2 separate regions of the Gossypium arboreum genome follow, and region 1 is linked to region 2. A link is a contact called in public Hi-C data. All regions are on one chromosome and are shown on one strand. Each heading gives the region's core, a stretch centred on a gene start, on an enhancer-like site or on the middle of the called end of the contact. The rest is flanking DNA. Distances are from core to core; before and after follow the strand shown. Region 1 holds the start of LOC108457177 (putative ion channel POLLUX-like 2). Region 2 holds the start of LOC108452673.

Evidence for each region. A called contact is a pair of places that touch in the nucleus more often than the background predicts.
Region 1: a Hi-C map of leaf shows a contact between it and region 2, with 2.3 times the contacts expected there. The contact joins the promoter of LOC108457177 here to the promoter of LOC108452673 in region 2. A contact is called at or near these places in 2 of 5 Hi-C or Micro-C datasets (both in leaf).

The regions. Positions count from the first base shown.
Region 1 is chr9:57,823,252-57,829,165 of ASM2569848v2, reverse strand. It overlaps LOC108457177 (putative ion channel POLLUX-like 2), which reads right to left and starts at 4,218. Exons shown (of 24, transcript XM_017756079.2): 1 at 3,878-4,218; 2 at 2,794-2,909; 3 at 2,308-2,411; 4 at 780-1,069; 5 at 21-92. The coding sequence starts at 3,966. The region is part of intron 2 of LOC128280753 (a long non-coding RNA gene); the gene reads right to left.
Region 2 is chr9:57,432,251-57,439,193 of ASM2569848v2, reverse strand. LOC108452673 reads left to right here and starts at 4,081. Exons shown (of 2, transcript XM_017750473.2): 1 at 4,081-4,207; 2 at 4,342-4,755. The coding sequence starts at 4,144. The coding sequence ends at 4,604.

The DNA.
Region 1 (5,914 bases), core at 2,969-5,468, 390 kb before region 2:
CAAGATTAATTGTACATTACCTAAACCTGAAGAAGAGGATTCCACCTACAACAACGAATGAAAAGCATGCTACAAGGAGAGCCAAAAGAAACCTACAAAAAGTTGGAAACAAATGAATTACTCAATCTTATAACATAAATTCAGAACTATAAGTCCATGTGGATCGAGATGGGAACAAAAGCTATGTTGTTTCGACTCTTACCCAAGTCCGACACCCATGTCAGATACATATCCAGATGAGGATGAAAACGTAACCTTTCTATAACTCTCCAAATACACAGGAAAAGAATAGAAAATTTTAAGGTATCTGACACTTACACCCAAGTTCGAGCAGCACGGAATCAAGATTGGTTGCTTGGCATAATTTATTACTATTCAGTCAATATTGGCTTTGAAGCATACTTTGTTTATTACTACTCAGTCATAATTAATAATCAAACATCATACTACAGCTTAAATTGACAATCTCCTAACACCATGTCTCCGGTGTTGAAAAAACTGAACATACCCACGTCCAACAGTTACACCCAAATTTGAGTGAGATAGCTAAGGAGGGTCACCTACACATGACCAATGTCCAAGTAATGTTGCATAAACTGATCATTCTTAACTGTAGAATAGGCAGTTTTGCACCGATCACCATCAGACTTTTGGTCAATAATAGTGCCTTATTACTAAGTCTGGCCACTGGCCATAGAAATTGATCATTGGAAACAACAAAAAGCACCATGAATGCAAATGAAACCCAAAAAATATCTAGGATGATAAATTTTACTTACGTAGAAATATTTTTGTCCAGTTGAATGTTGAATAAATACAGTATCCGAGAAAAATTCCACCTAATATCTTGAACCGAAGGTAAGGACATGTTCAAGTTAAGAGGCGTCGGCTTATTCAAGGAATTAGATATGCATGCAAGAGGTAAGCTTCTAACAGCCAAATTCCGAAATAGATGTGGAAATAAGTCTTGGACCATCTTTATTAATGTGCTGGCAAAATCTATTTGGATTAATCTCAGTAAGAAAAATGCCGACAAAGTCCTGATCGGTTTAGCTTGATGACCCTGCAGCTGCAGTGATGACAATCAAGAAAATTTGGCCATTAAAAGTTGTAAAGTCATCGCTATACCATCCAAGAATCGAAAACGAATGAGAAAGCAGCAAGTTCTATGAGTCAAATAATGGTAATGTAGAAATATTTCTGTAAATGAACAGTTACTAGTGCAAGCTTCCACTCAATGACAGCAGCCAAATGCACAAGGTAATTTTGAACATTACCAAATAATTCAGTAAATAGCAAAATTGCATTATTGTAAGATGTACGGAATATTGTAATAAATAATGTCAACAGAGACTTCAATATTCATTTTCTGTAAATAATTCCATAAATGAATGTTTACTAGTGCAAGCTTCCACTACAATGACAGCAGCCAAATGAACAAGGTAATTTCGAGCATCACCACATGATTCCGTAAATAGCAAGATTGCATTATAATAAGAAGTCCAATAGCAATAAATGTTGGAAGACTTCTTTAGTCGTTTTCTTGGGAAGAAAGATCTTATGTGGCAAGAACGATCTCCTTGCTTTTGGTTTTCTCTGATTTACATCCATAATCCATAGTTGAACAAGTTACCCTGATTTGTTTTTTTCCTTCCAAGTATGTTGCTCTAACTCTTCATTTTGCTTGAAGGACTTTTGTTCAACATCCATGTCGAACACATATTTGAAAATAGGTATGGAAATATGACCTTCCAAGACATGCTCATGTTGCATGATTCCATCAGTTTCACATGTAGGGTGGCTAGTCCGTCACTAGTTTATTGAACAACAGGGGTCATTGTGCATGGTTAAGCTCATATCTGATCAAGTCCAGAACAAGTTGCCTTAAACCAAACTACCTTCCTTGATTGGGTTTTTCCTCTTTTGTTTCACCTTTATTTACTTAAGAGGATTATCATTATGGATGGATAGAGGAAGACACTTTCGAAACCAAACCAGAGTCATGTTATGGTAGCATGTACCAGAAATTGCTCCACTTGGCTCCACTCCGGAAAATAAAGAAAGACAGAAAACAAACAATCAACTGGTAGATGCATGCAACGTTCAGAAAACAAACAATCCACTGGTAGATGCATGCAACGTTCATAATGAAAACTATCTATTAATACAGAAGATATTCAAAGAATGGAAAAGAAAAATATATAATAACTCTAAGTCATTGCAACAAATTGATAGAACACATCTATTTACAACATCAAGAAAGCATATTCATATTAACACTTTTAGAATCCGAGATTTAATCCTTACTTGAGAACCATCCAGTAAGTCCATCCTAAAGAGTTTGACATTCGAGTTATTTGAACTGCACTCTGAATTATATGTTTCTTTTCTACAAGTAACTTCCCATTTTCCTGTAAGAGAAAAGCTATCATGATTCTTACGGAAAGCGAAAAATGATCTTTTAACTTTCCGAAGGAACAAAACGTGAGGCAAATAGGCATAAATGTAAACTAGAAAACACAACTAGAAGTGTAATTATGAGCCTGTAAAACATAAGCTTATCGAACACTAACAAGCTAGGATTAGCTTGCACAATTACCAACCGACCACAAATGTTATGCATACTCCTTTGACATAAAAATCCGAAATTCCAAATTTAATGATTCACCTATGTGATAGATCTTCAACAAAGGGTGATTAGAACAATAAAAGTTCCACAGTTAACATCAAAAGATAAAGACCAAGCACAACCATCAGTTTGACAAACTCTTGATGCAGATGGCTTGGACTCACCTCTACCGTTTACAAATTTATGCACATTGTTAGATGAAGAATTGTTCAACCAAAAACTGCATAGTACTGATTTCCGGAAAAATATCATATTCTTCGAGCCTCTAATCCCGTGTGTTCTACAAAAGAAAAAAGAAAAGGCAACTACATAAACTGAAAAAGAAAGAGCAAAACTTCAGACCACATGCTATGTTGGATAAGCTAAATAATTATCCAATTGATCAGGCAAAAAGACAAGGGAAGAAAAACCAATTTTGTCTATGATGGAACGGTTTTAACCTCGAATCCACTACTTGCAGAACCAGCACAGCCATGCTACAAGAACTGGTCAACCATTTTGTAGCTTTTAGAAAGTGCAACAGTAAAAAAACTTGCTATGTTACTTGGGTTGGTGTGTAGTCCCGAGTATGGATGTGTCCAACAAAAGTATATTTAATTTTCTAAGTTTTCCATGTATTTGAAGAGTCCTTTGAGAGTCATATCCATATTTGTGTCTGGCCATGTGGAGGACATGAGTACTTCGGTTTAACTATAATGCATGCTACTGTGATATACGTTTAGAAAACTGTAATGTTATTATTCGGGTTTCGATAATGAGTGCCCTTAGAGCAGTCTTTAAGGTGTAAAAGCGTACAACAGTCAAATATATTCATAAAATTGAAGAGTTTGAGCATCATAGAACATGTTATATAATGTCAATGTTTCGGAGAGTTAGCAAACTTGGCAGACCAAAAACTCATAAAGGCACACCACCACCACCCCCAACAAAAACCAAACCTATAACAGCATACATAATTATATAGAGAATTAGTCCATTAACATTGAAGAATTAAAGAAAAAAATAGGGTTTGTCTGAATCATTTAAACTAAGTTTGGGGAGGATAACTGGATACAAACCAATTGAACTAAAATTCAGCCCACTTCCTACTTAAGGACAACTGAATGAACTAATTGAAGTAAGTTTAGGGTTTAAAAAATGGAGTGTTTTAAGTTCATAAGACGAGCAGTAATGCATTATTACCAGAAATTCAATGAAACCCAACTTCAATAACTCATGTTCAGAGCAAAGAAAAAGATACAAAAGTACCTAGTAGAAGAGGATGTTTGAGTGAACTTGGAAATTGTTGGAGACAACAACCATGGCTGAGGGCTTTGAAACTGACAAAGATGGATCATCTTTGCTTCACTTTTTTCTTGGTGAGAGGGCCGAAAAGAGAAACAAAATAAAATTTATTAGAAAAAAGAAAACTTGAAAAGTAGATAAACTTTTTGTTATAAGAAAAATATGGACAGAAAGTGGAGTTAGAAATACGAAATATGAAGTTTTAAGACAAAAATGAGAGCCAAAAAAATTTTGGATGGAAGTGAAAGTGGACCACTACTTAGAGGCAATAAGCATGTGCTCATTACTTATTAATTAGCCACGTTGTAGAATTTGAGATAAGATACACTATAATTGTATCTAAATACCCAGTGAGATTCATATTCTTCACAAAAGGTTGGGCCCGGGTTAGATTCGAGTCCGTAATTGTTCACAAAAGGTTGGGCCCAGATTAGATTTGAGTCCCTAATTGTAATGATTAGGTTTGTTTTTCATTTTAAGTCAATGTTTTGTGTGAGTTTTTGTTCAATTTTTCAGTTTTTCATCCGTTGTTCATTGTATTAAATGGACTCTACTTTATAGTTGGTAGGATTATATTTGTATTTATAATTATATTTTGGGCTAAATTGTATAATAAAAATTTTATATTTTCATATATTTTAATTAATTTTCATCTTTTATTTTTAAGAATTTAGTTTAATTTAAAAATTCAGGTCTAATTGTTGACATTTTAAAATTTCTTCACTTAAATATGTTGGTCTGGCATTTTAAAATAAAAAAAATCAACTAGTAATCATGTAAAGAAAAATGACTTTATAATCTATTTGAATTTAACAAAGAATTTTAATATGGTTAATAATTTTAAAATTAATATTAATATTTTAATCAAAATAAAGTATTAGACAAACTAATGACATTATAAAATTGAAGTATCAAATTATGTAAAAAATTAAAGCATCAAGGTTAAATCTCAAACTTGAGAATAATAAAAAATCAAAAGCTGAAATTTAACTATTATTACATAATATTAAAAAAAACAAAAGTTTTAATTAACAATGAGGCCTTGTCGTAGTTGGCGAAAGTAGAGACTCTTAGTCTTAAGTGCCTTGGTTCGATAACTACCATTTGTAGTTAAATGTTTAGAATTTCAAATCCCACCATAAGTTGTTGTCATATATAAGTTTTAGTTCGCTTAATCGGTTCATAGAATGCTTATGCAAGAACATTTTGATTATTGTCCTAGTTTTAGTTCATTTGTGCTTTAATAATTTGATTCCACATTTAATAGTTTAAAATTATATAAAAATATAAAAATAAAAATATTTTATAATATTAATTATCTTTAAAATAAAGATATTTTAATAATTTTACAATTAAATTAGTGTCAAATTAACTTATGATGAATTAGAAGTTACACTTGCACTACTCTACTTTAATATTATGTATTATATAAATTAATATAAATTAGGATAAATCAATTATTATGTTACTATGCAATATGGTGCATGAAATTTAAGATAGTGTTTTAATTGAATTCATTACAAACATATAAAAATATATTATCGAGAAATGCGTAGTTTTTAATTATCATTCGACATCGGGCATTGTGACTACGTAAGTAGCAACACTAATTTTTTGATCGTTGTATAGCATATATTGTATTTGTTTTTCTGAATACTTAATAGTTAAAAGATAATTTAAATGGAATGGAACAATAAGTTTAGAAATTATAAAAAATGGTAAATAGGAAACAATTGTAGTTGTTTAGAGTTTACCTTGTATTTCAGATAAAATATGGTTGATGTCGGAACGAGAAAGAGTCGATGTTCTGACGACATGACATAGACATGACAATGAGAAGATTCACCACGCTCGACGACATGATGAAAGGCGTCCTGAAGAGACAGAATACCATGTCATGACATGATCCTCACTTAATTGGGTTTTTTTCTCCTAGTTAAACTTTGTTATATTTTTCCAGTCTAACTCTAATTATTTTAGAGATATTTTAGTCATATTTGT
Region 2 (6,943 bases), core at 2,832-5,331:
TTAGGAAGTTCCCCTTTAGTTACACTGTCAATTTCTTTGTACAATCTGTATGCAATGTGGCTACCTTAATGACCCCGTTTCCAGCCTCCATCTCGTGCTGTCTTCAAGAGTTATTTTTGGATATCAACTCCTCTTAGAGGTTACTTCCTTTGTAAATGCCCTTTAACATGAGTTCTCTATCATAGTGAAAGACCTTGAGAGGGTTTGGGTTATCCCTTCTCAGAGCAGACTCTGTTGAATGTATCCAAATCGCCCATAGGACAGGAGCCAGTCTCCAATAAGGCTGCCTCTCTGCCACCGAATTTGGCTTTATAGTGAACTCTCCAGAATGTTTTGCAGAGGAGTCTGTCTTTGCTAACAGTGCATGAGAACTGAAAGTAGGCAATCCCTATTGAGAAGTTCATTTGCCATCCCTTTATTCGTCATTCCATTTTCTCTATCCTTGATATTACTTAACTAATCACACTGTCACTAGAGATTAGGCTATGAAGAGGAATGTCCCCATCAACCATCTTAACTTACTCACCTTTTCAGAATTACCATTCATGTTCCCTTTTTCAACATTTTTTTCCATAAATTATGCTTCTCCATACCCGTGAACCATTCTGCTCTGGTTTGACTGCAATAAAAATCGGCATTGTGGCACTACTCTTTCCCAACGTCTTCATAATCCCACTACCTTTTGAATTAGTTTTCAAGCTTGTTTGGCCCAGAGTGATTGGTTCATCTGTTCTGAAACCGAGGAAGTGTATCATTCTATAATTACCAGTGAAATTTCTTACAATTGGATCCAAATTAATTGTCTTATCAAAAAGGACTTTGGGTAACCAGCAAATTGGTCACTCAGACCAATGTGTCACATGGATAGTCGGCCAGCCAATAAACAGACTCCACTTAGCCTTTCCAATAGCCCAAAAGCCAAGTATAAATACCTAAGTTTAACATCATTCTCTATTTTTATGCGCCTAAGCATTTTTTATAAGAAAATAGATCAGTTTAATATTACCGATACACATATTAAAAAATATAAAAAATAGTACACTCTAACTAAATGCAATAGTTCATTCACATTGATTTATTACAACCTAGATTCTCCAAACTACCTCACCTTTTTCCAACAATTACCAACAAAGATAAGTAATAATATTACTATTAATAGTAAAACAAGCTCCGATAAAAAATGGAATGGGAGGAGGAGAGGACAGGAGGAAGACAGAAAACTAACAATAAACATAAAATGGCGACATATTAAGATTTGCCTTGGATTAGAATTTTAGGATTAAAGAGAGAGAGGTGATCTCTCTTAAATTGTTTTACTTTTTTTAGGTTAAACTCTGTGATTAATTTCTCTACTTTTCAGATTTGATCTTTTTATTTTTATTTGATTATTTTTCATCTCTATACTTATTAAATTTTAAAATTTCAGTCCTCATTTAATAGTATCGCTTAAATTCACTAAGTAAAGTTCATTGTTTCTAAAATCTGATGCATTAAACATATTATTTGTGTAATGTTATCTCTAAAAATTCAATTAATGGATTAACAATTGTCATCTGCACCAAGATTGAAATTTCAAAATTCGAAAAGTATAGAGATTTAGAATGATCTAATGGGAGAATATGGACTATATCTATAATTGTACGCATAGTATGTGACTAGTTATTGAATTTAACCAAACTACTGTTTGAGTCAAGCCAAAAATTTTAAAATTTGAAAAGTATATAGACTAAAGTGACCAATTTGAAAAGTAAAAATATTAATCAATAACTTTTGCAAAGTGTAGGGACTGACAACAAAATTTAACTTTTTTTTTAAATATTTCAAAATTGTAAATATCCAAGTTTTTTTTTTCTTTTTTGAACCAAGATATCCATTTTTAATGTCAGTTTGGATGGGCGGCGGAGTACAGTGTGTTTAGTTTACTTTTTGTCTTATACTATAATATCTCTATAGTATTTAATTCCACCATCACAATTATTTTTATACTAACCGTAAGTAAGTACACTGCCCATCCAAACTCACCGTTAATTTTATGCTGAAGTTACAGTGCATTCAAATAGTGAGACAAAGCCAAAGAATATTTTTGGGTAATACTATTATTTAATAGTATTTTTTAAATTGGATTATAAATATAAAAATATTAATGTAAAACATTTTAATATATATTTTAAAATATTATTTGATTTATTCAACCAATCCAACTCAAACTTAAAAATTCGACTCTATTAGTAAATTAGCCTTAAACAATATTTATTTTATATTACTAACTACTTTTTATTATTATTATCAAAAGTGGAATTTAAATTATTAATTTTATCTTATTTTATCTTAAAAATAATAAAACAAATAAAAACATAAACACATTAAACATATTTATTACAACACCATCTACTTTTAAAGTAAAATGAAATACAAAAAAATTGTTTAGATAGGAAAAGAAAACACAATATATAGGTGCTTAGTAAAAAATTTAACATCATGATTTGGTCTTCTTTCATTAATAGATGTTTTTGCTAGCTTTTTAATAGTGTTAAAATGTAATGATTTGACAGTTTGATATTGTGTCATGTTATTGCTTAAAATCAAAAAATTTATTTTTAAAATATATATTAAAAATTAAAAGTTTTAAAAATAAAATAAAATTTTAAAAATAGATTTGAAATTTCTTTCCTTGGCATTCTTTTGTTTTTCCGATTTAGTTGATCACATTGGGCTGACCAATAAGTTATGCAAAAACCCTCTTCATTCTTGGCCAGCTACTTGCATTGTATTAAAAAAAAAAAAACTTGGAAAACAAACAAAAAAAGGTATGAATTGATGCATGGTGCAGGATTTAGGTCATTAATGCTAAAGACATTTCTACTTTAATAAGGAAGGACCATTTCAGAATATTGTTGCATTAATAGCGTTCCAAACGTTCATAAAGTTCTTCAACCTTTTGGGTTCCACCTAATAATATATATATATATTAATTTGATGTGATTCAATTCGATGTAACTAAAATTTTAACAATAAAACCAATACTTTTTATTTAAATTTTAGGGTAAAGTATATTAATACTATAAAAATTAAAAATGATCATTTAATTATTAGTAATTATTTTTAGCCATTTAATTATAAAAATTAGAAAATAGTTATTCTAACTATTTAATTTTATTTTTTTTGTCACAAATTGGCTAACAATGGCAGCTTTTAAAATTGTTATAATAGTAGTTTTAACTCTTAATATTTATCCATTGTGTCAATTTAGCCTTGATTCTAAAAACTTTAACCCTCAACATTTACACATTATGTAATTTGGTTTTTTTGCCATTTTGTTTTTTTATTTTGTAACCCTTTCACCTAAAAAGCTAAAAAAAAAATTTTATTAGCTAATTTGATTGAAAATATACAAAAAAATTTAAGATAATAAATTTAATATTTTCTCATTCTTTTAAAATTAACCCTTAATGTCACCCAAAAAAAAAAAGAAGAAGAAGCAAAATTGCATAAAAATTGAGAGACCAAATTACACAATGTGTAAATAATGAGGGTTAAATTTTTTTTAGAATCAAGACTAAATTTACATGATTTATAAACGTTGAGGGTTAAAGTTACTGTTATGCCAATTTTAAAAGTCCACTGTTAGCTAGCTAGTGACAAAAAAAGTCAAATTGGATAGTTGGGTGACCATTTTGTAACTTTTTATAATTAAATAATTAAAAAAAAATTTACTAATAGTTAGATGACTACTAGTTAAAATTGGGTTAATGTTCTATTTGGGACCTAAATTTAGCAATTGGTCCAATATTTGAGCTTGATTTTTTTTGGGTTCTTGTTAATTCTTGAATTAGTTCATGATATCGAGGAATAAATTTTTTTTGGCCCAAATTAATTCATGATATTTCCTAAAAAAAATTTAAATCCGAACATGAGAATAATTGCAAAAAAAAAAGCACAATATGAGAATAATTGTCAATTTCATAGATTGATTTAGGCAAAAAAATTCAAAACCCAATAATAAATAATTGTCAAATTCAGAACCTATCTTAACTTAATATAAAAATAATTGTGAAATTCAGGTGAAAAATAATACGCTCACCAAACCCCATATTATATTAACTTCTTCTCCTCTGAACAAAATTGTTGCCAAAAAAAAAAGAAATGAAGATTTTCAAGCCCTCTCCTTCCTTTAACTTCCTTCTGGTTCTCGTCATATTCACTTCGGGTTTGTATAATAAATGTTATTCCTCTTCACGAAATCATAAACTAACCATCATAATATCGACTGCTGCTAACTAAGTAATATTGAAGTTTTAGGTTTTATTGTATTGTTGATTTCTATTGTGGGTGTTGTTGCAGTGAAAAATATGGTTTCAAAAGTGGAAGCAGGCTGTGAACTAGCTGTAAAAGGTGGCGGTTGTCCTGAGGTGAAACAGTGCGCTGAAACATGCCGCCCTTGTTATCGAGGGATAGGGCAGATCACAGCCTTCTGCCGCTCAGCTGGCGGCGGGATTCCGTTCGATGAATGCATGTGTTACTTCTCCCATGGTGCACCTTGTAAACTACCGGCTCCACCACAGTGTCCGGGTCATCCTGTTGTTAATAATACCACTCTTGACTAAATTTGCATGAAAATCAATATTAATCAACTTTTTTCTTCTTTAATAATTGCTTCATTTTAGCCATCTTTTGATTGAGTTGGAGAGATGTTGAGGCTAGTGATATCAATCAAATTAATGCTATTAAATGAGTATTCAGTTTGTTTGGTAGAAATGGTTTGATGAGCAGTGATTAGTATGGTATGATTTCTTTTATGTTATTTATAATTTTTCAAGCACTTTAAATAGTAGGAAAGAAATATGTTTCACTCGTTTTTTTCTCTCATTATATCTGCTTTTCTGTAACACAATATCTAAAATTATTTATAGTCTCTCCCCAACCCATAAATAGGAGAATAATGCATTTTAGCGCACCCGAATCCACAACCTCTTGCATTGATAACAATGTCAATCGAATTAAAACTCAATTGACACCTCTCGTTTTTTTAAATATTAATAGTTTTCAATATCATATGTGTTGTATGTGAAATTTACACATTTAATTTTTATTAATTTTAAAATATTATAATTAGTGTAGAGTAATATTCCTTAATCAAAATTTTAATATATTAACTTATTAACCATTAAAATATTATAATAAAAATTCAAATAATAATTCAAACATTTTTAACATATTTAATATATAATAGAATTTTATTTCATGTAATTAAGAAAAGCAATATTTTGAAAATAATAATTAATTTAGATTGTAATTGTAACACCCCTAACCCGTATCTGTCGTCGAACTAGGGTTAAAGACAAATCGGAATATTTTATGAACAATTCATATACATCATTATCAATCATAGTCACACATTACCATAGAGTCCTTTATTTAGGTTATCGAGACCTTAAGCATGCATTAGAAAGGGGTTGGGACTAAACCGAGCTCATACAAAAATTTTCAAAACTTAAACATTTTTCAAAGTTGTACAGGTCACACACCCGTGTGAACAGGCCGTGTGAAAATTAGGGAGGCTACTGACTTGGCCACATGATCTAGCACACGCCCGTGTGTGCGACCGTGCGGTCTGCCCTGGCTCATTTCAAAATGGCCCTCGAGCAATACGGTTGGGACACACACCCGTGTCTCTGCCCATGTGGGCAAAAATAGGCTATTTGAAAAGCCAATTTGCCACCCATTTTGGGTCATCCCTACAAGCATAAAACTAGGCACATTTCATATCAATTTCCAGCTAATTCATACACCAAACATACACCATTCATGCCATATCATAAACAACCAAATTCACGCTTATAACTATATCAAAATCATGCCAAATCATAATTCAAAGTCATACCAAAACTTAAGTTTCATAACCTCAATTTACTTCATTTAATCTTATGCCATAAACTTCAAATTCTCAAATAAGCACATACCAAAACTTACCAAAATTGACCATTTCATTTGGTCATTCAAGAGTGTATAAAAAAATACCATTTTTGAACACAAAGTATATACCAAAATTCATTCATAATCACATCCATAACCAAGCTATATCACATGGCTAGATAATGCATATTATAAATCATATTCACATACTTCTAGCCTATACATGCCGTACTTCAATATATACATTTTCAAAAGGTACCAAAATAGAGTTCGGTAGTAGTGATGATCCTTGATGATCCCCGAGCTCCTGATAGCTACGATATCTATAAAACAGTTGAAAACACACACAAAGTAAGCTTTCAAAAGCTTAGTAAGCCATATACAAATAAACTTATCACATTCATAATTTAAATTCAATTCAATCATATAGATCATGGCAAAGCATATCCATATATCTATAAGTCTCATATAACTCATACATATTTCATATGTCCACATAGGTTCAAATACTTACCTTTTATTCTTAATCATAATATACAATTCAAGCGTACCTGAATCAATACTCAACCACATAATTACTCGTTTCTTGGAATGCCTGTTAAACCGTTTGGAATCAATAAGGATACTCGAATAATTCAAAAAACTCATAAAATGCCAACGTCTCAGACGTGGTCTTACATGTAATCAAATATCGATGCCACTGTTCCAGATAGGGTCTTACACGAAATCAAATACGATGCTGATGTCCCAACCATGGTCTTATATGTAAATCATAAGTCGATGCCAACGTCTCAGACGTGGTATTACACGAGAACACATATCGGATCCTATGTCATGACATATGTATCCTAACTATTCCTATGGTTCATACAAGACTTCTCAGACGTCGAAACTTTGTCGATACTTTCTCGGATATCTCATACTCAACTCATATATCATTCATCATTGTTCAAGAGCATAAAAACAATAATAATTCAATTCAAAACACATTTATTTGTATATCGACTTACCTCGTACGAAAATGAACGAA